2 separate regions of the Mus musculus genome follow, and region 1 is linked to region 2. A link is a contact called in public HiChIP or PLAC-seq data. All regions are on one chromosome and are shown on one strand. The core of a region is the stretch at or near the end of the contact, and the rest is flanking DNA. Distances in the headings are between cores, read along the strand shown.

Region 1 (6,895 bases), core at 4,159-6,658, 93 kb before region 2:
GGACAGTGATGGCACGCACCTTTAATCCCAGCACTTGGGAGGCAGAGGCAGGCGGATTTCTGAGTTCCAGGCCAGCCTGGTCTACAGAGTGAGTTCCAGGACAGCCAGGGCTACACAGAGAAACCCTGTCTTGGGGGGGGGGGGGAAGCATAAAGTCTTGAGATGTGGAACTATGGGGGCAGAAACTAATAGGCTAGGAATCCAGAATACACAGGGCCGGTCTTTGGCCAAGAATAAGTCACCAGAAACAATGGATTTGTCACTTCATACCTTCGTCTGCCCTTCCTCCCTTTTTTTCTTCTCTTTTTTAGATTTATTTATTTTTTATTTAATGTATGTGAGTACACGGCTCTCCTCAGACACACCAGAAGAGGGCATCAGATCCCATTACAGATGGTTGTGAACCACCACATGGTTGCTGGGAATTGAACTCAGGACCTCTGGAAGAACAGTCAGTGCTCTTAACCTCTGAGCTATCTCTCCAGCCCCTCTTTTTTTTTTTTTTAAAGATGAAATATTATTTGTTTGTTTTGGGTTTTTGAGACAGGGTTTCTCTGTGTAGCCTTGGCTGTCCTGGAACTCTGCTCCTTAGACCTGGCTGGCCTTTACTCATAGAGATCTGCCTGCTTCTGCTTTCTAAGTGCTGGGATTAAGGGTGTGCACCACCACTGCTTGGTGAAATATTTATTTTTATTATTAGGTATGTATGTGTGTATGTGTGTATGTGTGTGTGGGGGGGGGTTATGTGCACATGAGTGCAGTGCCTGTGGAGCTTGGACCCCACCCCCTTCCAGCTGGATAGCATTAAGGGCGGTTGAGAGCCACCCAATATGGATTCTGGGAACTGGGCTCAGGCCCTCTGTAAGAGCAGTACCTACTCTTAACCTTCCTCCTTCTTAAAACACATGAAAGTGTTTGCTCCACCTGGTACACAGACACGTGCACTTGGTAAGTGCCAGACAAAGACAGGAAGTAAAGTTTGACTATAGCTTATCCAGGTGGCTCACACTAAGGCTTAAATTGCCATCTCTATTGGTGACACAGAAACACGGCTCTCACTGCGTGGAGAATATGATTTTATTCTGGAGCCAAATATGAATGACATGGCCCAGGGAACACATACAAAAGTGGTTGCATGTGGTTTTCATTAGGGACAAAGTAAAAAAGCGTCCTAAATCAGAGTATTTTCCTTTGTAGTGGTAGTGGGAACCATAGACAGCAAAGAGGGCATCGCTGTTATTGGCTCAGATGCTAACTGATGTCATTCTTGGCTTTTGGATTGGTGAACTGTAGTAGTTTGCTAAGGGCTACATTGTAAGGTTTGGATAGTCACAAGGATGCTAAGGGCTACATTGTAAGGTTTGGATAGTCACAGGATGTTAGATTAGACACAGGGAAGAACAATGAATGGCTTTCAAAGGGCTAAAAATATCTCAGGTATTTGACTGTAGTCTGCAACATTTTAACTCCATAATCTCGAAGCCAGAAGCCCAATCTTCCTTCGGCCTTGTAGAATCTTTAACTCTTCCCCCTCCCCCCTTTCCCTCCCTCCTCTCCCTGTGCCCCTTCTGGGGAACTTGAGTTTACACTCTTGTTAATATTTTAAGTTCTTGTTAAGTGAATATTTACACTTATACTATAAGTAATTGGAACTGGTGAGATAGCTCAGTGGATGAAGATACTTACTGCTAAGTCAGCCAACTTGAGTGTAAAGTGGAAGGAGAGAACCAACTCCCTAAAGTTGCCCCCTGTGTGGCAGTACATACCCCACCTGCTATGAATAACTTTAAAAATGTAAGTACAGGCTAGGAAGATGGCTCAGTGGATAAGAGCTCTGGCTGCTCTTCTAGAGGTTCTGAGTTCAATTCTCAGCAACCACATGGTGGCTCACAACCATCTAAAACAGTATCTGATGCCCTCTTTTGCATGCAGGCATACATGTAGACAGAGCACTCATACATAAATAAATATGTTTTTAAAAATATAAAAGAAATGTAAATACATTTTACAGTAATAAGTATTTATTATAATAAAAAGGGGCAGTTTAGGAGATTGTTCTGATCTATCCATTACCCAACAAAAAAACTCCTGTTTTATTTATATGTCTGCTTTGTACATTTTCCCACAAACAACTAGGAATGTGTGTTCTTGCACAAATAGTTCAGGGATTGGTGGGATGCTATCTGCATTCTGAGTTGAAAAGTTCTAAGTGTTTTCTGACTTTTGGTTGGCAGTTAGGTAGGGTTAGGAGGTAGGGACAGGACTGCCCACCCCCAGCAGTGACCAAAGGTCTTAGAGGCTTTTTTTTTTTTTTTTTTTTTTTGTCTTTTTATCTCAGTTGTTATCCTCAGCACATTCCTCTGGGCTGATTGGCCAATCCTCTTGAGACCAGGTGATGTTCTCGACCCTTTTTAAATTGACTCTGTCTTTCCTTTCAGTCTTCTGTAGCGGACACGGGGTGCAGAATGACCTGGAGAGTGGCTGTGCTTCTCAGCCTGGTGCTGGGTGCTGGTGCCGTTCCCGTCGGTGTGGACGATCCCGAGGATGGAGGCAAGCACTGGGTGGTGATTGTGGCGGGCTCCAATGGCTGGTATAATTACCGACACCAGGTAAGAAACCCATGCGTTCTTGTCACTGGCTTTGTGCCTACAAAATGGCCATTCCATTTTGGAAGACAGTTTTGCTTTAGTCTCAAGTGGGATTTCCTCACCTTTCCCCAGTGGCGGCCTTTAGAACCAGGCATTAATCCCTTTTTGGGTCTGCACTGTATCACTTGCCTGCCTGTCACAACTCAAAAATCAAAATGCATTTAGATATCACCGCATATCTTGGGGGCTCAAGATTACCAGGTGAGAGCTCTTGTGTTAACACCTTCCCTTCATGTTATAGAAAGGACACGCAGGTCTAGAGAGAGGAGGTGATTTAACTGAGACCATTGACAAGAGGCGAGCAGTGTGGAAGCTCTGGGGAACGGACTCCTGGCCCCTCTGTCCTCCATGCCTCTGTCCCTTTACACCACCTCCTCCCTCCTGGTGTTTCCTGCAAATCAGCTTGTGGAAGTGAGAGAGAAGGGCATAGTTGACAGTCCAGCCTCCTGCTGGGAGGAAGGGGGTAGCCTTGGGGAAGCATCAGTCCTGTGGAAGTTGGAACAGCAAATCTTGCAATCCAAAGATCCCACCCCAAGGTGTGGCCCCCAAAAGGAATGAAAACATGCCTCTGTAAAATCTCCTGCCGGTATCAGCCTCAGGAGCATGATTTGGCCACGGAAAGGATGGAGCAATTACGTGTGCTTCATTATGGACAAACCGTAAGCACGTGCTAAGTAAAAGAAGCCAGTCACAAAGACCAAACAGTTAATAATCCACTAAATGGCACTTCAGATTAGGAAAGTCTACAGGGAAGTGGGGGCTGGGCAGAGGAGAGTCAGAGGAGTTGACTGCTCGTGGAATTAGATCCTGTTGTGGGTAGTGAGAATGTTCTAGAATTAGAAAGTGGTCGTGGTTTTGCGGAGCACTGTATTTAAAAGGCTGACATCCATGTGAATGGTAACACTGTCATTTAAAAAGTTGATTTAGCCGTGCATGGTGGCACACACTTTTAGTCCCAGCACTTGGAGGCAGAGTCAGGCAGATCTCTGAGTTTGATGCCAGCCTGGTCTATGGAACAGAGCTAGCTAAAAGGTTGATTTTTCATGCCAGGTACCTAGATTATCACAGGATCATATTGCAGGCTCTCCTTAGAGCATTGAGAGCCTTTACTCCTTACCACTGGGCAGTGTGGAGCTGGACCTGTTCTTACCTCTCTTTATCTACCAGCACTTGGATGGAGGTCTGGGGAGGCCAGCAGTTTGCCCAGTGTGGTGGAGCTGTAAGCAGCACAAGGAGGGGGTGGGGTAGGATCCAGACCCAGCCAGCTGGCTTGAGAGCCACCTAATCCAGTAAGAGCAGCGTGAGTCATGGAAACGTTTCTAGCAGCCACATTTGAAAAAGCTTAAAATATGTAGGAGGGGCCACGGAGAGAGAGTCTGTTCAGTTAAATGCCCGCTGCGCACGAGGACCTGAGGTCAACTCCTAGGAAAACACCAAGGAACAATGCTGTCTGCTGGAATCCCAGTTCTGTATATGGAGGTGGAAATAGCTGGCTCCCTGGACTCCCTGGCCAGCCAGCCTAGTCTACCTGATAAGCTCCAGGCCAGTAAGAGACCATCTCGAAGGTGGAGTATTGGGGGCCAGGCTGGAGAAGGAGGGAGGCCAGTGGTTAACAGCACTTGCTATTCTTTTGGAGGACCTGGGTTTGGGTCTCAGCTTCCATATCAAGCAGCTCATAGCCTCCTCTAACTCCAGCTCCAGGGGACCTGATGCCCACTCGGGACTTGGGAAACTGCATGCACACATGCAGACATACATATACACAAACAAGAATAAAGTGGCTAGCACCTGTCTTAGCCACTGTTCTGTTGCTGTGAAGAGACACGATCAAAGCAACTCTTATAAAAGAAAGCATTTAATTGGGGACTTCTTATGTATATTTTCTGGGTATAATTTCAGAGGGTTAGTTCTTTATTGTGTCAGGCAGCGTGGTCTGGATGCAGCAGGTAGAGAGTTGCTGGGCCTGGTGTGGGCTTTTGAAACCTGGAAGCCCACCCCTAGTGACACACATATTCCAAGTAGGCCATATCCCCTAATCTGTCCAATTAGGTCACCAACTGGGAACCAGGCTTGCAAATATACGAGACGGATGGGGGCCATTCTCATGTAAACCTCCACAGCACCCAAGGAGCAGACACCCCAGATTGTTCTTTTGCCTCCACATTCACACACACACACACACACACACACCTATACACAATATAAACACATACATGCACCTATACACAATATAAACACACACACATTTACAAACAATAATACACACCCTTATACACAAAATAAACACACACACCCTTATATACAATATAAACACACACTTACACACAACATAAACACATACACATCCCTATACACAATGTAAGCACACATACACACTTATCTACAGTATAAACACATACCTAATCACAAATGTATAAACACAGAAAAATATTTAGGAAATTAATTTTGACATCTTGTTTAAACCAGAAGTCCAAATGAATATCAATTCATCATGTAATTAATATCGAAATTACCACTGAGATAGCCTGTATCCTTTAACAAAAAGTTTCATTACATTTATTTATGTATGCATGAATGTGTGTATGTGTGTGGGTACAAGCCTATTACGACACGTGTGTTGAGGTCAGATGATAAACTTGGCAGGTGTTGATTCTCTCAATCTGCCATGTGGGTCTCAGGGGTCAATCTCAGGTTGTCAGACTTGGCAGCAAGTACCTTTATCAGTAGAGCCACCTTGCTGGCCCCTATATCCTTTTTAGTATGTACATGATCCCAGGGTGTGTCAGTTTAGATTATCCACGATGCATGTTGTTTGGCTGCTGAACAGCCAGTGACCAGCTGTTGGGAGGTTGGCACAAATGGAGCTGTGTCCCTGTGAGTGTCGGGGTGCTTGGCTTCCATATCATCAAGGGTTGGCTTTGGTGAAGTTCTGACTCATCTTGAGTGGCCTCTGTGTGCTGGTCCAGAAAGGAAATTTAGCCCGATTAAGAGCTGTTATCATAACTGATTGCTTTTCCTTTGAGTGAAAAGATAAGTTAAGCCCCGAGACCACAGGCAGCAAGTATGCTGGCTCATCAGCCACTTGGTTTTTATACAACCAACGTAGGAAAATACAGTGGCTAAACATTACCTGGAGGTTAAATCATTCACGGACTCTCCCTTGATCCTGTGCAGGTTTTAACTGGATGTATTTATAGGGGCATGAGGTTCTTTAGGACTGATAGATTTGGCAGGCCTCAAACCCAAGATATCCTCCCGCCTCTGCTGAGACTAAAGCTGTGCGAGCGCCACCAGGCCCGGCATCTCCTCAGTGTTTTAAATAGCAAGTGTGGAGAGTCCTAGGATGGCCAGTTAAACTCAGGCCATTTGACTCAAACCCATGTTTTCAGTTTTGAGGTCCTGTCTCCAGACAAGTACTGGTTGTTACGAAATGGTTATTACCACAGCTCCAGGTTTTTAGGGTCACGGGGCATGCAAATAACGAGGGAAGGACCACCAAAGTCAGAAATAAACTAAAAGCAACTTTATTCACTGTGAGGGGGTTGGTGGTGGCTGGCGCTTCTAATGGATAGGATCTTGGTCAGTCTAGGGAGATGACACAATGACCTTGAAAGGGTGCGAGCAGTCTCCTTTGAAGCATAAATCCATGGGCAGGGGATAATAAAGGAGTTTGTATGCTGAGGGTTAGTTCTGCAGCCCAGGATGTGGTGAATAGCAGGACGGTGGTACAGGCTCAATGCCAGGGGCCAGCCTCAGCTTGGTCTGGGTGTCTGAGAGTGGCAAAAACAAAAGACTCAAGTCAAATCCTGTGTCCAAGCTGGCGGCCTATGTTCTGCTCCAGATGGCTGCCTAGATAGCTCTCTGTAGACAGTTCTTGGCTTTGTAGTCTGCTCAAGACAGCTTTTCAGACCCCCCTCCCTCTGTGTGTGTGTCTCTCTCTCTCTCTCTCTGTGTGTGTGTGTGTGTGAGAGAGAGAGAGAGAGAGAGAGAGATCTGCTCTAGATAGCTTTTTCTTCTATTCTAAAAAACTCTGGTTGAGACAGCTAAGTTTCTGCTTGAGACAGCTTTCTCTCTGCTAGTAAAAATTCTAAAAGCTCTCTGGATAGCTGATAGGTCTTCTGATCAAGTCAAAAATCCTGTTAGAAAAATTCTAAAAGTAATTCTTTCTAATCAAAGTCAGAAAGCCAGAAAAAAAAATCATAAAGAGCTGGGGTTGCTCTTCAGAAAGCCTTCTTTGGATAGGTGCT
Region 2 (6,904 bases), core at 463-2,962:
TAAAGAGAGAACAAAATGAAATACCCAAGCGGTGGGCACCTCTGTGTTTGTGGCCAACGTGTTGGAATAAGGATTGAAGAACCAGCTTACACAAATGGCTTCGGTTTGCATTTTGACTATCTTCAAGGCAAGGCTGAATGCTGAATGCTGAACTTGAAGCCTGAAAATGCATGGAATTCTACCATGTGGCCTGGGAGAAAACCAAGAACCTGGGATGTTAGTGCTCCCATTTCTGAGTAGTCTGGTTTGACCATCTCGGCAGAAATGAAGATTTTTTTTTTTTCCCCTCAGGAGACACTCATGTCCCTTCTCTGGGCTATCACACAATTGAAGTAGTGAATTCTCAGCTAGGACGAGGAGAAGCCTGGGGCCCTGCAGCCAGCTAGAGGAGGATTTATTTCCTGGAAAGAGAGTTCACAGATTTCTGATAACTTGTCAGACAACCTTGCAGGACACACTGGGGTCCAGACAGTGACATGTTGGGCAGAGGGCCATGCCTCCGTCAAGATGGCTTAGTTACGCATGCCTCGTACCCTCCACTTAACCTAAACCCCATCTCAGCATCCCGAAGATGGACTTGTGGAGGATGGTCGCTGGATCTCTCAAGTTGTTCGTCTTCCCACAGCGAGGAGCTCTCCTTTCTCATCCTTACATCATTACGCATCTGCTTCATTTGCCTATTGAGGACAGGTGGCCAAGCCCAGCTCACAGTTCTGGTAATACACATCCATCCATCTTGACAAAACTTCACTCAGCTAAACTTTCACAGCTCCTGGACCTTCTCAGACACCCTTCATATACTGCCTGTTCTAGCAACGACCCCTCTAAGTGTGACAGGAACCTCCACCCTACCTGTCCGACCGTCATTTAGACCCAATCAGGCTTTTCTTGTTTCCCATCCCCTAGAAGAAGGGACAATCTGTCCATCTTCAGCCAGCATCCCATTAGATCTTTCATCCACCTTGCTATAAGTTCCCACCTGTGCAAGCTGAGTCGGGACTGGGCCGGTTCTGCACGTGAGAGCCCAATGGCTGCAATGTTTCTGAACTGAATCTGTCTTAACCCTGCTAACCACCATCTCACACTTACTTGCCTTCATAAGGCTCTGAATTGGAAGTGGGACATGAAATCAAACTCGTGCCCTGGTTTCCAAGGGCTGGGTTGTCTTTAAGGTGCAGAGGCCTAGATGTGATGCCCCAAAGGCAGCAGCCAGCCAGCAGAAAAGGCACATAGGACAAAGGAGCAGAGAAGAATTCCAGACAGCTCCAGGGCCAGCTCCAGTCTCGCCTCTCACCTCTAAAACCCTCAGGCACCCTGCCTTGATCCTGTACTTTCTCCACACGGCCCTGGGCATGCCCCCATCTGAGCAGTTTCCAATCCTAGAGCTAAAACTCACTCGCTCAAGGCATGTGGGTCCCTAAATGTACAGAGGAAACTAAGATGTGGCAGCCTAGTCCTGAAGTCATGACTCTCAGTAAGAGGCAGGGGGATCCCGAAATCCTAGCCCAGCAGTTTGTGCCTACTGGTCAACCTTCTCTTGGGGTCAAAAACACATCCAGCATCATGTGGCCCCAGAGACACCGTGAAGGTCACATTCTCCAGGCCATATGAAAAATGACCCAGGTTCTTGGGGAACAAGAGACAATCCAAACAACCCCACCCTTTCTGAGTCATCAAAGGACACAATGTACTTCAGTGGTTTGGAAAAACCGAAACACTCCCCATCCTCTTTGAGAACCCCACCCCCACCCTGACTCCACAGCCCTTTCCAGATCCACCTCTGTACTCTCATACTAGAGGGCGGGGCAACTCCCAGAATTCCTTAAAATCCTTCTGCTTGGGGCTGGAGAGATGGCTTTGTGGTGGAGAGCACTGGCTGCTCTTCCAGAGGAACCGGGTTCAATTCCCAGCAACCACACAGCAGCTCATACCTGTCTGTAACTCCAGTTCCAGGGCTTCTGACACCCTCACACGCAGGCAAAACACCAATACACATAAAAACAAGTTATATATTAAAAAATCCAGTGGGTCTGCTTCCCTGGGCACATAGTTCACTATATTTCACAGTGTCCCCTGCAGTTAGGTTTGGTCATGTGACAGAGTTCTAGCTAACAAAATATGGGTATAGGAGGTGCCTAGACTCTTTTTTCCAGTCTACACAGTTACCTTGGACCCAACCGTATAATATGGAGGTCACATGCTGAAGATAGCAGAACAGTGGGGTGCCTGCAGGGGGCCTAAGGGAGGCATAGCTGGCCTGTGCTTGGAAATTAGCTTCCTGCAGCTTTAAGTCATTTCTTGGTATTGAGGCAGTTGGCTGATTTCCACCTGGCACATCCCCCAGGACAGTAAAAGCCTTTTCGCTTCTGTCTCCTTATCTTACTTGATATCCTAAGAGGCAGGCGTTGTGTGTTCTTGCCATAGGATGCAGCACCTGTACTACCTAGGGATATACATTCTCGGTGCAGCCCTGGCTCTCCTGGCACTCACTCTGTGGACCAGGCTGGCCTTGAACTCAGAGATCTGCTTGCCTCTTCTTCCTGAGTGCAAGTATTAAAGGCATTTGATACCACTGCCTGGCTTGGGGCACAGGCGTTTTGTTCATGTGGTTTGAGTTACTGGAAAGACCTTCTCCCAGCAGGATGGGGACCTGCCCTACTTTCCTTTTGTAGAAAATCACCCTTTTATTGGACAAACACAAGCACCTTCACACATTCAGAGCCTAACCCTAAAGCCTTCTCCTCTTAGATACCCTCACACAGTAGATATTCTTTGATATTCTTCCCAGTTTAGGGAGGATCTGGACCTGCCCCACCTGACAGGTGCCCCCTGGCAGTAACAGCTGTCATACCACAGAACAAGTGATGCCTGTTAGCCCTGCTCTAGCATAGCCACCCTCTAGCCTGACTGAAAACCCCCTCACCCTAAGGCAAGGACTTCCTTCTTATTCATCTATGTAGGTTCTCAGTGTCTTGAAAAGCAGGCATCCAAGAGTACTTACTGTCATTCTGCTGTTGACCTAGGGTGATAAGCCTCAGGGAACACCCTGGAATTGTTTCTCTGGGTGTGAGCTCATGCCTGGAATAGCCTATGGATTCTTGTCACAGGCTTCTTAGATTTCCAAATCTAACCCGTGAACACATGGCCTTTGAAAGGAGTCAGAAGCTGGTTCAAAACAAGGGAGCCTAGGTCAGAAGAGGTCCAAACTCCATGACGTCTTTAATAGTACAAAGCCACTGTGGAATCCAGGCATGGTGGTATATACCTGTCAGTGGCAGTGGAAAGGCTGAGGTAGGAGGACCATGAGTTCGAGGCCAGCCTGGATTAAAGATCCCCAAACAGGCTCCCCACAAGCCCAGGTCTGTTCTGGTAGCCCTATGAACACCCAGGAGTTTTGCCTTTGGAATTGCTTGCCCATGTGACCCTAACAAAGGCTCTGGGATAGAGATAGGACAGTGACTGTTAGTTTCAGTCGACGGAAGAGAAAGCTGAATTTCAGAGAGACGACACGACACACGGCAAGTCATGGCTTGAGAATGTAGTAATGAGTCACTGGAACCCAGGACCGGACATCTCATTTCCTCCCCTTTCTCTGTCGTCCTTTGTGCTCAGCAAACAAGAGACAACTTGACGATGGCTACGAGGAAGCAAAGCCTACAAGCCGTGAGCAGAGAAAGTGAATAGTAACTGTGACTTGGCTTCATGTTTTGAAACAGGCCTTTTCTGACTGGACACTTTCTAACCTGACACACACTGTGTAGCAGGCCTTCAAGTTGCAGCAAATCTTTCTCCTGCTGTCACCCAAGGGGTAGAATTGCCCATATGTGCCTCTAGGTCTGACAATTTTGATACTTGAGTGATTGGTCAAGTTCTAGTCCATGCAAAGTGGGCACAGGAGACACACCAACATGAGTGTGTCCTCCCAAATCCTTACCTAACCCAAACTGCTACCTTGGAGCCAACCCTAAAATTGATTTTCCCTATTCTAGTTTTAAACATGGGGACAGAATGTAGGGTCTGTGTCTCACAGGTTTTGCTGCTGTGTCTGGAGGGGCGGGGGGAGGTAAGAACTTACTAGCCTTTTCTTCTTTGATGGGGTACTCCAGCACCTCAGCTGAGCTGCCCTTCAGGGAAGGGAAGTGGACACACAGCACCAATTGCTTCAGGTTGTTGTCCCGGCACACCAGGAACATCTGAAATGGCAGAAGCAGGGGCTCTGTGAGTCGGAGGCTTTGGTGGAGGCCAGAGGGTCAGCAGCGTGCGGGGTGGAAATCATCCAGAGGGTGTCTGAAGCAAACCTCTGAGAACAGTGAATCCAAATTTGAGATCCTCAAGTCTCCATTTCTCATTTGCACTGAGTCTACGCATGGTCGATGCATGGGGATTCAGCGGGGTTCTGTATGAGGATGGTCCAGGATCCAGGATCAGAGAAGCCCTAATAGTTGGGAGTTGGTTGAATGTCAATTCATGCTCTAGCACTCAGCTCTTTTTGAGGGAGGGGGTGAGAAGTGGGTGGGGAGTGTCTGTTGAAAACATTTATAAGTATGGGGAAATGTATACTTTTTTTCCCTTTGCAAAAATAAAAGTAGCTAACATTTTGTTTGGACCTTGTGGTACTGAGGATTGAACACACGGCCTCTTGTGTGCTAAGCAAGGTGCTTCCACTATGCACCTTTCATTCACCGTTCCTTATTCTGAGATAAGGTCTCCATAAGTTGCCTAGGTTGTACCACATCTGATCACGGAGTGGCTCCATTCCTCATGGTCCCCAATTGCATGGAGAGGCCTCTCCTTTGTCACCAACTGCTGTTTTATCATGTCCTTTTCAGGCACAGCTAACCCTTCTCAGGCTCACCCTTCCTTCCCAGATGACACTTTCTGGAATGTTCCTGGCTTCCTCAAACATTCTGTCGAGGGAAGGAAAGCGCTTGGCCAGTGTCCCCATTCCTCCATCCTCACTCTGCCCCTGGACTCTGTTTCCTGGGCTCAGGTCCCACACAGTTCAGCTAGAAATCCCCAAACTAGGAGTGTGGCCAAGTTGTTTAGGGCTGGCTGGGGCACAAGGATACCAGGACATCCCCATGTGTGAGGACATGACCCTGAGTGTGGGAGGCTCTGGAGAAGACCTCTCCTTTGGTTCCAAATTCTGCTGCCACAACTGCTGGTTATTAATCCCACCATGACAATGCCAGGTCATCTTAGGCATGAATGTAGTGTCATTAATAAAACACACAGTTAGCTCTATGCTGCTGGCCGACAGCAGCTGTCATATACTGTCTCCCCAGTTGGCCCCAAGCCTGAACTTGCAATTTCTCATAAGAAATCTACAAGGGGTGTGGTAATGATGAACCCAAGAGAGCCAGGTGAGCTTAAGACGGAATGGGAGAGGCTAGAGATGGGTTTGAGCTCAGGCCCTCAGACTTTAGATGCTTCCATTAGACTTTACTCCCCACCTCGAGACAATGGCTGAGACACTGAACTTGAACTGTCCCAAGGATGTCTTTCAAATACGAAGCCACTTTATTTCCTCAACAGGTTCAAGGTTAGCTTGCCTCTTTGCACACAGATCCGTGGGAACCAGTGAGGCTGGAGGAAATGCCTACGAATGAATGTTATGAGTGGGTGTACCATAATATGAAATACAGCTGGTCTTTGTTTCCAACTCTTAGTACAGAGCTTCAAAACCCTGGGAATTTCCTGAGGCAGGGGCATCTGTCATTGTAAGAACTTTTCCAGACCAGGCATGGTGTTGTGCTAACAGGAGTCTCTTAGGGCCTTAGTTTCAGAGGGGGGTGAAAAGGGATTTCAGGCCAGCCCTACCATGACCTGGGGGAGGTGGGCAGAGTTGAGATGGGTACCCTTTCACAGCCTGATGTTTCATTCCTGCCTAGGCAACAAGACCTCAGTAAAATGCTACTGGCTAGATCTGGTAGCACATGTTGGAATTCTACATTTCTGTCTTCCCACATGTCTCTGTAAACTAAAAAAGTGACAGGGTGTGCAGGGGGCTCCTGGGTAGGAAAACCAGACCGCCTTGATTCCAAGCTGCAGACCTCAGGCCTTGGCTCTGAGTGGAGAGAGGCCAAGGCAAGCAATGGGGAAAGCAGATGACAGAAACAGGCACTGGGGCCTCTGATCACTCCTGAATGCTCAGTAGGGTGACCGGCCACAGAGCTGTTCACCCTCTTGGCCACACTACCAAGGTGCCTGCTCCTGAGAGGTTTCGATGATTAAGCAGGCCACTAGTGGACCTCAGTGGTCTGACTCCTCACTAGCCTGGCCTGACATCCGGGTCAGCAGTCTGGCTTCTGTCTCTTTTTTCCTTTCTCCCAACACAATCCACTGGGAAGCCACACTCCAACCCCCAAAACAGAATGGCCTTCCCCCAACAGCCACTGGGCTGGGTGCCACATTGGGCTCTAATTTCTGTGAACAGCTAGGATTCCTCCATCTGAACTCTGAACTAGACAGTAATGACAGCCCTTGGGCCAAGTCAGGATGGTTGTATCCTTCCAAATTCCAATGCAGAGCTGCCATGGGTTGTCAGGGAGGCCACTTGCCTTCTCTGGGAGGCTTTGTAGGGAGGGAGACAAGTGAAGGATTCCGAGCTGTCTTTTTAGAAAATGTTCTTCTATCTCCAGCATCTTGGGGGCCCTTACCCCCCCCCCCAGAAGGTTACACGAGAGTTCATTTTGTGATAAATTAAGGCATTCACTGAGGCTGGTGAGGACAACTGAGGACCCCTCTCTGTCTGTCTTAGTCAGAATGGGGTATTTTTGTTGTTTTGTGTTTTGATACAGTGTCTTGCTTGGTAGTCCAAGCTGGACTGAAACATGCTATGGAACCCAGCGTAACATTGAATTTGCAGTGGTTTCTCCTGTTTCAGCATCCTGAGTACTGTGAT

Evidence for each region. HiChIP or PLAC-seq counts read pairs in DNA pulled down with a chosen protein or histone mark.
Region 1: a contact with region 2 is called in an H3K27ac HiChIP or PLAC-seq map of extraembryonic endoderm stem cells. The contact joins two enhancer-like sites. A contact is called at or near these places in 1 of 115 datasets of contacts at active chromatin or transcription factors (extraembryonic endoderm stem cells) and 3 of 9 other capture datasets (adipose tissue, liver and pancreatic islet).

Annotation. Positions count from the first base shown.
Region 1 is chr12:102,419,299-102,426,193 of GRCm38.p6, reverse strand. It overlaps Lgmn (legumain), which reads left to right. Exons shown (of 14, transcript NM_011175.4): 2 at 2,439-2,609. The coding sequence starts at 2,466. Among named protein-coding and RNA genes, the nearest start is that of Lgmn, 17 kb to the left of the region's middle. Within about 2 kb of position 5,408, at least 80 of the 459 cell types and tissues checked have an H3K27ac peak or open chromatin away from gene starts, as enhancers often do. A contact at or near this core is called in extraembryonic endoderm stem cells, where this site is marked.
Region 2 is chr12:102,323,084-102,329,987 of GRCm38.p6, reverse strand. Rin3 (Ras and Rab interactor 3) reads right to left here. Exons shown (of 10, transcript NM_177620.4): 3 at 4,076-4,193. Among named protein-coding and RNA genes, the nearest start is that of Rin3, 43 kb to the right of the region's middle. Within about 2 kb of position 1,712, at least 30 of the 459 cell types and tissues checked have an H3K27ac peak or open chromatin away from gene starts, as enhancers often do. A contact at or near this core is called in extraembryonic endoderm stem cells, where this site is marked.